Linked DNA regions of Mus musculus: all the other regions are linked to region 3. The links are chromatin contacts, called in public ChIA-PET and HiChIP or PLAC-seq maps. All regions are on one chromosome and are shown on one strand. The core of a region is the stretch at or near the end of the contact, and the rest is flanking DNA. Distances in the headings are between cores, read along the strand shown.

The links. ChIA-PET counts read pairs in DNA pulled down with a chosen protein or histone mark. HiChIP or PLAC-seq counts read pairs in DNA pulled down with a chosen protein or histone mark.
Region 1: a contact with region 3 is called in a FOXA1 HiChIP or PLAC-seq map of pancreatic cancer cells. The contact joins the enhancer-like site here to the promoter of Necap2 in region 3. A contact is called at or near these places in 1 of 484 Hi-C or Micro-C datasets (bone marrow-derived macrophages), 3 of 115 datasets of contacts at active chromatin or transcription factors (the SCID.adh cell line, embryonic stem cells and pancreatic cancer cells) and 3 of 9 other capture datasets (adipose tissue, liver and pancreatic islet).
Region 2: a contact with region 3 is called in an RNA polymerase II ChIA-PET map of effector CD8 T cells, with 16 read pairs. The contact joins the enhancer-like site here to the promoter of Necap2 in region 3. A contact is called at or near these places in 4 of 39 promoter capture datasets (the C10 cell line, the HPC-7 cell line, neural stem cells and 1 more), 1 of 15 datasets of contacts at CTCF or cohesin (CD8 T cells), 5 of 484 Hi-C or Micro-C datasets (CD8 T cells, bone marrow, natural killer cells and 2 more), 9 of 115 datasets of contacts at active chromatin or transcription factors (CD8 T cells, the SCID.adh cell line, effector CD8 T cells and 3 more) and 3 of 9 other capture datasets (adipose tissue, liver and pancreatic islet).

Annotation. Positions count from the first base shown.
Region 1 is chr4:141,258,543-141,261,889 of GRCm38.p6, reverse strand. No RefSeq gene overlaps it. Among named protein-coding and RNA genes, the nearest start is that of Gm52686, 11 kb to the right of the region's middle. Within about 2 kb of position 1,654, at least 49 of the 459 cell types and tissues checked have an H3K27ac peak or open chromatin away from gene starts, as enhancers often do. A contact at or near this core is called in liver and pancreatic cancer cells, where this site is marked.
Region 2 is chr4:140,943,193-140,946,885 of GRCm38.p6, reverse strand. It overlaps Padi2 (peptidyl arginine deiminase, type II), which reads right to left. Exons shown (of 16, transcript NM_008812.2): 13 at 2,351-2,444; 14 at 123-208. Among named protein-coding and RNA genes, the nearest start is that of Gm13031, 13 kb to the left of the region's middle. Within about 2 kb of position 1,550, at least 144 of the 459 cell types and tissues checked have an H3K27ac peak or open chromatin away from gene starts, as enhancers often do. A contact at or near this core is called in CD8 T cells, the HPC-7 cell line, the SCID.adh cell line and 7 more, where this site is marked.
Region 3 is chr4:141,076,082-141,079,718 of GRCm38.p6, reverse strand. Necap2 (NECAP endocytosis associated 2) reads left to right here and starts at 1,362. Exons shown (of 8, transcript NM_025383.4): 1 at 1,362-1,506. The coding sequence starts at 1,415.

The DNA.
Region 1 (3,347 bases), core at 405-2,904, 180 kb before region 3:
ATTAAGCCGTCCTGTTAAAAAGGGACTCGAATATACCATTTGGTAATGATGGTAACCCTCCCCAATTCTTGGTGACCCTAGCATGCTGGCTGTTTCTGCAGATTAAACACTCTTTGTCTTTGTATACTATCCGAATCTGGGGTCTTCCTTCAGAGGATTGCGGATCTTACCCTGACCTGCTTCTGTCTCCCCACTGCCACCCCTGTTTAAAGCTGAAGCAGAGCCTTATTTTTTTCCCCTAGTGAGTACACTGTTGCTATCTTCAGACTCACCAGAAGAGGGCGTCAGATCCCATTAGAGATGGTTGTGAGCCACCATGTGGTTGCTGGGAATTGAACTCAGGACCTCTGGAAGAGCAGTCAGTGCTCTTAACCGCTGAGCCATCTCTCCAGCCTGAAGCAGAGAGTCTTAAAGGAGCTAGATGTCTTCCTACATTCATGGTATTCAGGTATGAAAATATATGGATTTGGGCCAGCAAGTTGACTCAGCAGGTAAAGGCGCTGGCCACCAAGCCTGATGACTGAAATTCAATCCCTGGAACCCACATGTGGAAGAAAGAGAACTTGATTTTTGCAGTTACCCTCTGACATCCCCCCCACCCCCCCCCACACACATAAGCTCTGTGGTACACGCAGCCCCTCCCTGTGGTCCATCTCACCACTGGGGTGTGTGAACTCTGCTCAGACAGACAAAAGGGTTATGAACATAGCCTAAGGGGGGGGTGGGGGGGAGCAGCCTGGGTGAGACACAGCACAGGCTGAGGCTGAGGAGACAGGAGTTCAGTTGCAACTGGAAACTTCAAGAGTCAGGAACAGAGGGTCAAGGGTCCGTGGGCCTCTCATGAGGAGCTCAGGGCTGGGGCTCCCAAACTCCCGGACATCCCGATTCTGCTGGGTCACAAGGGGTTGGGGATGGAGTTGGGGTCTGCAGGCTGAGGATGACAGGGATGGGGGACTCTGGCTTAGCTGTGGTGGCGAGTCTGGGCATGTAGAGGGTCCTTCTACGGGAGGTTTAGACAGCAGCGTTGTGACTCAGTAGTCAAAGGCCTTCTCTATGCTCCCCACTGCGATGAAAGAGATGGTCCTTGATTCCAAATTGTTTATTGTTCATCATGGAAAATGGGTGAGTACCTCCTTCTCAGGGTGGACTAGTGATTAAATAAATACCCTTTGCAGGGAGGAAGGTCCAAGAAGGGATGCTTATTGGCTAAGTCCTCAGGGCCTCTAGATACCTCATCAGCATGGAGAACTCTGTTCTTTGGAAAGAGTCCAACTCTTTAACAGATTCTACCTGGGCAGGACTTGAGCCTGGAGCTCGCTGTAGTGTGAGCCCTGAGGGCATGGGATATACAGGACAGGGCGGACCCAAGAGGCTCTGATCAGGGTCTCTCTCAAATGGCCCAAGAATTTCTTCCGCCCTGCCCTCACCTGAGTGCTTGGGTTGCAGGCACCACCCTGCCGCTTATGCAGTACAGGAATCTTGCCCTGGGTCACTCCAACACTGGTGCCTCCCCAGCCCCTAGTCCCCCTTTATGGGGCAGAAGGGTCTTACTTTGTAGGAGGGGGGGGGTCTCCTCGGCTACGGTCCTCCTGACATAGCCCCTCCCACTTCCCCAGGGAGTGCTTGGCTAATCGCTGTGCACTGCCACACCCAGCTTGCTAGGACGATGTGTAAACACATATTGGATCCCAGCCCAGCGAATGAGTCCGCGCTGACAGACATGGCAGGCTGACGGAATGAATGAAGTGAAAGCCTGAGTCGGCACGGTGGGGGAACACAAACCGCACGGGACCCAGGAGTGTTTCCTGGTCCTGGCTGGTGTGGGTGGGGCCTGGGTTTCATCCAAGAAAGAAAGGAAAAGAAAAGAATGAAAGAAAGAAAAAGATGAAAAAGAAAGAAAGAGGGGGGTGGGGGAAGAAGGAAGAGTTAGGTCGCCAGCAATTCCCCCCAAAATGTTTTTCAACATGGTCTGTTATCCTAGCCCTCAGGAGGGGCAGGCCTGGGCCAAGGCCAGCATGAGCTTCGTTAAGACCCTCTGTAAAGCTTTTTTTTGGTTTTGTTGTTGTTGTTGTTTGTTTAAAGATTGTGTACATCGTCGGGGCTTGGCAGCTCACCTCTCTCATGCCAGTACTTGGGAAGGGAAGAAGAGGTTTGCCTTGAGTTTGAGGCTAGCCTGGACTACAATGTGAGAACTGGGGACGCAGGGGGAGGAAAGGAAAAACAATCAACCCCATTGGTGACCCATGTGGCCATCACGTGACTCCTGACGTCATGAGCAGAGGACTCTGTTTACCTCTGTGGTGTTCCCGCCGAAAGCCGCAGCAACTCCGGCTTCGTCATGAGAAAAACATCAGATACACCCAAATTGCAGGATCGTGTACAAAATACCGACCAGAAAGCCTCAAAATTGCCCAGGTCAGGAAAACCCAGGAAAAACAAGGGAAAACAGAGGAGCTGAGTCAGACAGACAGGGAAGTTAGAGGACAGACAGGAGAGGGCACGTGTGGACTGAGTAAGACCCGGGCGAGGTTCAGCTCACGCTCACGTGGACGCAGTAGAGGGGGAACCACCTGGACTTCAGGGTGGATCCAAAGAACGAAAACCTAAATACAAAACCGATTCGGAGCGGGGCTGGGGCGGGGGTAAGGATGCCGCGCAGTTTGGGAGGATCAAGTGGGACCCAAAGCCAAGTTCCATCCCCAGCACCACATGAACCTGCGGTGGTAGCTTGGGTCTGTAATTCTAGCACTGAGAGGTGGGGGCAGGAGATTTAGGAGTTCGAAGTCATCCTGGACTATGTAGGGAGTCCGAGTCTGTCTTGGGCTGGAGACCTTGCCTTAAAAAACAATCCCAGCACTTGGGAGGCAGAGGCAGGCGGATTTCTGAGTTCAAGGCCAGTCTGGTCTACAGAGTGAGTTCCAGGACAGCCAGGGCTACACAGAGAAACCCTGTCTCGAAAAAACCAGAACCAACCAACCAACCAAATCAATAGAAACCAACTTGTGCAAAGAACATTAGAAAGAAGGAGAATCCTTGGTTACATTGTGAGTTTGAGCCAATGGGCCTATCTAAACCCTGCCCCAGGAAACTGAAGAGAGACTGGTGTGTGGGCTCGGAGGGAGAGTGTATCCATCAAACACAGAACAACAGCAGGAGGAAAACAGACACGCTCCCACATCGCCCTAAAACCTTAGTCAGCATTCCTCCCTGACCACCCATGGCCGGGGCCACCCCTTCTTCTCTTTAGGAGAGAGAGAGAGAGAGAGAGAGAGAGAGAGAGAGAGAGAGAGAGAGAGAGAGAGAGAGAGAGAGAGGTGTGAAGCAAGCCCTAGCTGTCCTGGACCTGC
Region 2 (3,693 bases), core at 301-2,800, 130 kb after region 3:
CAGCAGGTGCTTGCTGGTCTCTCTGGGCCAGAAGCCTCGAGCCCCTGACCTTTCCCATAGAACCAGCCTCTGCCAAGACCTCACACAGTCTGCCATCCCTTCCTGCCCTCCCACCGCTGTACCTGGAAGTACTGGTTCTCCTGCGTGAGGCTCTCATTGGACAGGATCTTGTTGATGGTGATGCGCTTGCTGCTCATGCCTCCCAGGCCTGTGGGGGTCAGAGGGTGACAGTAAATCTCAGGTGCCTGCCTGGGTGTCCCATCTGAGCTATTTGCTGGCAGTGGAGGGGGGTGGGGAATGGGGTGGGAGTGAGGTGGGGGGAATGGATGGGGAAGAGGGGTGATCTCCTTCTACCCAGGGAGGCATGTGTGTCCCCCTCTCCAGACCAACCATGTCTCCTAAGCCAGGAATGGGGGTGCAGGCACCTTGTGCTCTCTGGCAGGAGGAGAAGTCACCTGGGTGCCCCCTTTGAATGTTAGCAGCTGACCAGGGTTCAAACACCCCTCCTGTTACTCAGTGCTGGCCCTGGAGAGAGCCTGCCTCTGACTCTAGCTCCATAGCCTGGAGGCTTTAGGTCAGATTAGTGACATCCAAGTGCCTGCAGTCTGTTCTTTGGTCGGAAGCCAGGACCTTGTATACACTAGATAAGTAATCTTTTAAATGCTAGCCGTGCTCCCCAGACAGTCTTCCCCATGTTCCTGTGAGGTAGCTGCTACTGTTAAAGGTGAGGAAGCTGCGTTTCCCTACACAGCAAGTGGCCACACAGGCAGCCGGACCACAAGGCTGTGAGCCTTGTATATTTGATTAACATTATTTTTTCCTTTTAGTTTTTTTTTTCTTATGGGTTGGCTTTGAACCTACAACCTTCAGCCTCCACCTCCCGAGTGCTAAAAGTGTTATATTTTATTTATATATAGCCTGTCAGCTCTCTGCATGGCCCAGACTTGTAGCGTCACAACACCAAAGAGACCAGGGCTGTGGGACCCTGCCCCTGTGCTGCCACCACGCCACAGTCCTCTCCGTGACTCTATGGCATTAATATTTCTAACCATGGTGTGTGGAGGCAGCATTTGAGGCAAGCTTAAGATAGAAAGGAAACTTCTAGAAAGCCAAGCCTTACACCTGCCAACGCAGAAAAAAAAACTTGCCACCAGGAGGCTAGAACAGGATAGCAGTGTTATCTATCTATCTGTCTGTCCATCCATCTATCCATCCATCCATCCATCCATCCATCCATCTATCTATGTTTGTTATTTTAGTTTTATCACAGCCTTGGCTGTCCTGGAACTCACTGTGTAGACCAGGCTGGCCTTGAACTCAGAGATCCACCTGCCTCTGCCTCCCGAGTGCTGTGGTTAAAGGTGTGCACCACCACTGCCCGGCTAGGATGGCAGTCTTACGTGGATCTGTCCTGGACACGGGCAGCATTCCAGTCCCACTCCTTGGACACAGGACAATAGCATAAGCATTACCCAGTGACTATGAGTGTCAGGATACTAAGCTACCATGTGGCAGGAAGTGGTAAGACACAGTGACTGATACATTGTGTCTATTTTACCACAGCAAGAGTGCAGATGTGCTGTGGCATTTCTCACCATGCCGCCTGGCAGGGTTTCCCTCAGCAGAGTCTCTTTCTCATGATTAATTCAGGTACAGAGCTCATCCCTGGGTCTGCCCCACTTAGGAGGGAGACAGAGCCTCACTGGAGGAGACAGAGCCTCATTCCAGACCCAGCAGATGCTATGTCGCTCCACTTAGGAGGGAGACAAAGCCTCACTCCAGACCCGGCAGGGCAGGCGTGATGTCAGCTGAAACCACTTCCCTTCCTGGGCCTCCAGCATCGACACTGTTTCTCTCCCCCCTTTACTGTTCTGGGGGTGGATGGGGTATGGCAGAAGGGATGTGGCTTAGCAGAAGAGTGCATGACCATCTCAGAAGGTCCTGGCTTCCATCCCGCTGTCTTGAAAACCCAAGCTTCTGGGCTCAGATCATGTGGCAGTCATTTGGGTCCTTCCGTCCCTCTCTAGGTCTGGTGCTCTTTCAGATATCAGTTCTGAAGATACACTTTGCCCTTCTCTATTTTGAGACAGGGTTACATGACCCTGGAGTTAGGACCCTTCTGCCTTTGTCTGTGAGTGCTAGGACCGCAGGCAGGCACCACCACACTTGGGTTCTGCAGTGCTGGGGATCGAACCCAGCATTTGGTGCATGCTAGGCAAGCGCTCCATCAACTCTGCATCGCCAGGCAGGCGTGACCTTTGGTTTGGGTTTGGTGGTGCAGCTGGGTGCTCTGGGACAAGGCCCTCTTGAGCTCTGTGGGGCTTCCTGTCAAGGGCTTCTGCTCACTCACCCTTGAACATAACGGCCTCCCCGTGGCCTGCCTTCTGCTTTTCTCGGAAGAGCTGGTAGCAGGCGGAGGTGCTGGCCATGAGCAGCCGAAATTCCTGCAAGAGATGCCACCGTGGGTGGCACATTGTCAGGGGAGGCACTGGGGGACGGGGAGGTAGCCAGAATGCCAGAAGGACCTGAGTCCTGGCTGCCCAGTACTTGGTGCCTTTCATGCTGAGAGTCACTGGCTTCCTAGGAAGTCTGTCTGTCTTAGGACTGGCTGACTGTGTCTCTTCTTGTATCCTGGGCAACATCATCAGATCCAAGTACAGGCCCCAAAGTGGCCTGGGATGGTGGCAGGGAAGGGGTTCTCCAAAAGGATGGGCAGTTTGCAGAGTTTCTGAGATACACAGAGGCGCCCAGTCCTTTCATTCCAAAAAGGACATTCTGCCCCAGAGCCTTCAGCCTTTTCCTGGACTGTTGTAACTGATCAGCCATTATCTGGGTGTGACTGCTCAGAGGTTAAGAGCCAGCCTAGACTGCTCTTCCAGAGGTCCTGAGTTCAATCCCCAGCAACCACCTGGTATCTCACCTGTAATAGAATCTGATGCCCTTTTCTGGTGTGTCTGAAGACAGCTACAGTGTACTCATCATATATATGAAATAAATCAATTAAAAAAGAAAAAAAAGAATAGAAACTAATAATTTTTACATGGGGGCTTGTTGGGAGCCGCCCCCACATTCGCCGTCACAAGATGGCGCTGACATCCTGTGTTCTAAGTGGTAAACAAATAATCTGCGCATGTGCCAAGGGTATTTTACCACTACTTGTACTCTGCCTTTCCTGTGACGTCAGCTCGGCCATGGGCTGCAGCCAATCAGGGAGTGATGCGTCCTAAGCGAAGGATAACTCTCCTAAATAGGGATGGGGGGTTTCGCTTTCGTTTAGAAGGGGGCTTTCGTTTTTGGGGTTTGGGGTTTTTGCGCTCCTGCTCCTGAAGATGCAAGCAATAAAGTTTTGCCGCAGAAGATTCTGGTTTGTTGTGTTCTTTCCTGGCCGGTCGTGAGAACGCGTATAACAGTTGATGCCGAAACCCGGGAAGAGAAAACCTGGGACGAAAATTACCATCACCGGCGCAAGGAAGATCCCTCATTCCAGAACCAAAACTGCGGGTCACGGTAATAAAGGTTCCCGTAAAACAGACTGTTGAGAAGGATTCAACTGCATGAATTCAGAACTTTTCAGCTGGGGAACAGAAGTACCAGTGAGTACAGCTTTACAAGGTAAGTCTGGTCTTGAACTTTCTAAGGAAATTCAAGACAGTCTATCAGAAGTAAAGTGGAAAATAGCTTTACAAGGTACGC
Region 3 (3,637 bases), core at 113-2,612:
GTGGTGTCGCACACCTTTAATCCCAGCATTTGGGAGGCAGAGGCGGGCAGATTTCGGAGTTCGAGGCCAGCCTGGTCTACAGAGTGAGTTCCAGGACAGCCAGGACTGCACAGAGAAATCCTGTCTCGAAAAACCAAAAAACTGAGCCAGGCGTGGTGGCACACGCCTTTAATCCCAGCACTCGGGAGGCAGAGGCAGGTGGATTTCTGAGTTTGAGGCCAGCCTGGTCTACAAAATGAGTTCCAGGACAGCCTGGGCTACACAGAGAAACCCTGTCTCAAAAAAAACCAACAAAAACAAAAAACCCAAAAAATCAACAAAACAAAACAAACATCAAACCGAGGCATTTTTCAAACCGTTGGTGGAGACCTCAGGCAGGTGAGTCACCGCAAAGCCGGGAAACATCATTTATGGCCCTTACTTGCTATCTGATGACATTCTTAGCCTTTATTGGTGAAAGCTGGCATTTGTACCTTCCAAAGGATTTACCTAATAGTCACAAGGATCTTAGGTCACATACAGAGGTGGCCAATAAATGGCTATTTAGAGGGTCAAGATAACTCAAAATCAATTCGCCTCCCAATCTGCCTTATTCTAGCTTTTCACAAGTGATCAACCTCGTGGAAGGATTAGGAGGTGTGTCCTCGTTGGAAAAGCTGTGATGGGGGTTTGGTCTTTGAGTTTTCCAAAAGCCCGTATCAGGCCCGGGTCACTGTCGTCCGTGCTCCCCTTCCTCCCGCCCCATCCCTGTGTGCTGTGGCCCTTCCACCCCCACCAGGATCATGACGTACAGCTCTCAGCTGCTTCTCTGGTATCACGCCTGCCTGCATGCCGCCATGCTCTCCCGCATGCTAATCATGGACTAAGCCTCTGAAACTGTAAGCAAGCCCCCAATGAAAGGATTTCTTTTTGTAAGTGTTGCCTTGGTCATAGTGTCTCTTCACAGCAAAGACAACCAGGAACTTTGGTTCACAACTTTGATTTGTACTCCTGTTGCGCTAAGCCACTGGGGCCTTGCGCACATAGTAGGTTATAAAAAGTTGTGGAGCGAGATTCCTCCAGAAGCCTCTGAGAACCTTCTGGGATTGGCGGGGACAAGGACATTCCGTCAGAAGGGCAGGGCTGCAGGGTATCTTGCATATCAGCCACCCTGGTCTAGGGTATAGAGTTTGAACTACAACCAGGTTCGGGATTAGGCTCAGATCAGCGGCATCTCGAGCTTCTCAGGTCCCACAGCAGCAGAGAGCAATCGCTTCACGGTCTGATCTGAGGCGCCCGGCAGAGGGCACTCGGGAGCGATCGGGGGGTCCCCCGGAGCTTCCGCTCTAGACAGAACTTGGTCATAGAGTCGCATCACTTCCGGTCCTGAAGGGGCGGGGAGAAGCCGGAAGTCCCGAGGGCTCGGGCGATAGAGATGGAGGAGAGTGAGTACGAGTCTGTTCTGTGTGTCAAGCCGGAGGTCCACGTCTACCGCATCCCGCCGCGGGCCACCAACCGTGGTTACAGGTGACCGTTCCTGGCTTAATCTTCCCGTCCCCCGCCCCGGCATGCACTGCGGGGGACGAGGACCGGTTGTCGGGTTTAGGGGCGGAAAGGATGGAGCCCTGTGGCTACTTTAATCGGGGCCAGACTTAGGAGGGGTCGCTGGCCCTGAGCCGTCAGCGGGACGCCGGCAACGGTCGCAGCCAGCTCCTGGGGACCCGAGAGCGCAGTGGGTTCCCTCGGCGGGGTCTACGGGTCGTGTCACAGCGCTAACCGACAGTCGTGACGGGATCCCAGAAAACCCTGCCACCCGCGGAAATCCCCGCCGGGAGGGCACGGGAGGGAACCCGGCCATCTGGGGGACCCGTCCCACGAAGCCCAGGGACGCTGTTCCTATCTCCGGCTCTCCTGACCCCAGTTTCACCCCTGATCACAACATACTTGCAGCTGGGAGGATACCGCCGCCCTTGTCTTGAGTGAGCGTCACCTGAGGCAAATAAACTCAAATGCCTGTAAACACACGGAGTGTCTCCGGAAGGGAACCCAGGACTCTAGTCTAGGAGAGGAGACACAAAGTTGGACACCTTCCCTAACTGAAAAAGATGAAAAATACGTGGTGTGTCCTGTGCCCTGTGGTGGGGTGTTGCTACTTAGGCTGGGTGGCTCTCGAAGGCGATGGGTGTCTGAGTTGTTTGGAAACAGGTCGTCGGGTACCACAAATGTGTTGGAGGGCCAACTCCATCTGCCCTTTGCGCTATGTAACACAGGCTCATAACATTTTCTGAATGGGTATCTTAGAACACTTAACTGTGTCGGTGCGATGATTTTAAAATAATATTAAAATGACAAGAATGGAGGTCAGCAAGCTACAGCTGCCTGTGCTTGCTTTTGCGTGTCTGGGTGTGGTGCGGGTGCATGCAGAAGCCACAGGAGTTCCAGCCAGTGTCTTGCTTTTTTCATGTCCGTTGTTCCCTTGAGGTGGCCCCTAACTGAAGCTGGGGTTGGCTGTTTTCATCTAGACTAGGTGTTCAGCAAGCCCAGTGAAACTCCTTTCTCTGCCCCACCCCACACAGTGGAGGGTCTACAGGTAGCTGGAGCCAGACCTGGCTTTTAGGCGCTAGAGATCCAAACTCGGGGCCTCAAGCTTGCTCATCTGCACCGAATCATCTCCACAGCTGTCTCCCTTTCCTTTCTTGTTATCAAACCGGAGATTGGCAGTCTACCCCTATCTGTTGGGTCTTCGTTCAGTAGACTAGGGTTAGCTTCTCTTGATCCTCCGGAGGGTGGGGTCACCAAGTATCCAGCCAGGCTGGTTTGATACAGAGGAAGCTGCCCGCCCTACACTCAACCTTTCGGGCTCTCCTTAGCCTGAATCTAAAGCCCGCGGCGCCAGGAAGAGGAACAGAAACTGAGCCTGCTGCCTTGTTAGCTGAAGATGTACATTCATGTGGATCTGCCACAGCTGCCAGCTAGAGTTCTAGAGAGCTGACAGTGGCTTTGCTTAGAACTTCCCAGAAAAGCCTTCTGAAAGTACCCATGGCATTTGCTGTTCAGGGGTTTCTCTTTGCTTCTGCTGCTGCTGCTGCTGCTGACGACGACACTGTTGCCTTCTAAAGGAGCCAAAGAAGGCATTGACGAGGGTCCTCGTTCCCTCCTACCTGGAATACAGCCGAGAATATCCTTCCTAGCCGCTCTTTCCTCCCCCGGACCCTCATGCACTTTTACACTCTTTCTACCAAAGATCCTGTCCCTCTGTACTCCCTCCATGGTCTCAAGGGTCCCCCAGCCGGTTGGTCCCGCTAGCTTGGCATCACAGTGCCTTAACAGACACAATAGGCCCGGAGCTGCTTCCTCTATGGACAGGAAGCTGGGAAGGAATTCCCACTTGGGTGAAGGTCTGTGGTCTTTAGAATAGGGGCCAGCAACAGCGGCTGCGTGTGGGCGTTTTGAATGCCAGCACGCTCCAACTGCCTGCAGTTTTGAATGGCCACAGGCTAAGAATAATATTTTGGACAACTTGAAATGACTGGAGATTTTGAAGACTGTTTCATAACGGAACAGTTACGAGCTTCGGATTCTGAGGACTTCCTGAGGGACAGCCTTGCCAAGAATAGCTATTACAGTTTTCATTTTTACATTTACTTTTTGTATATGT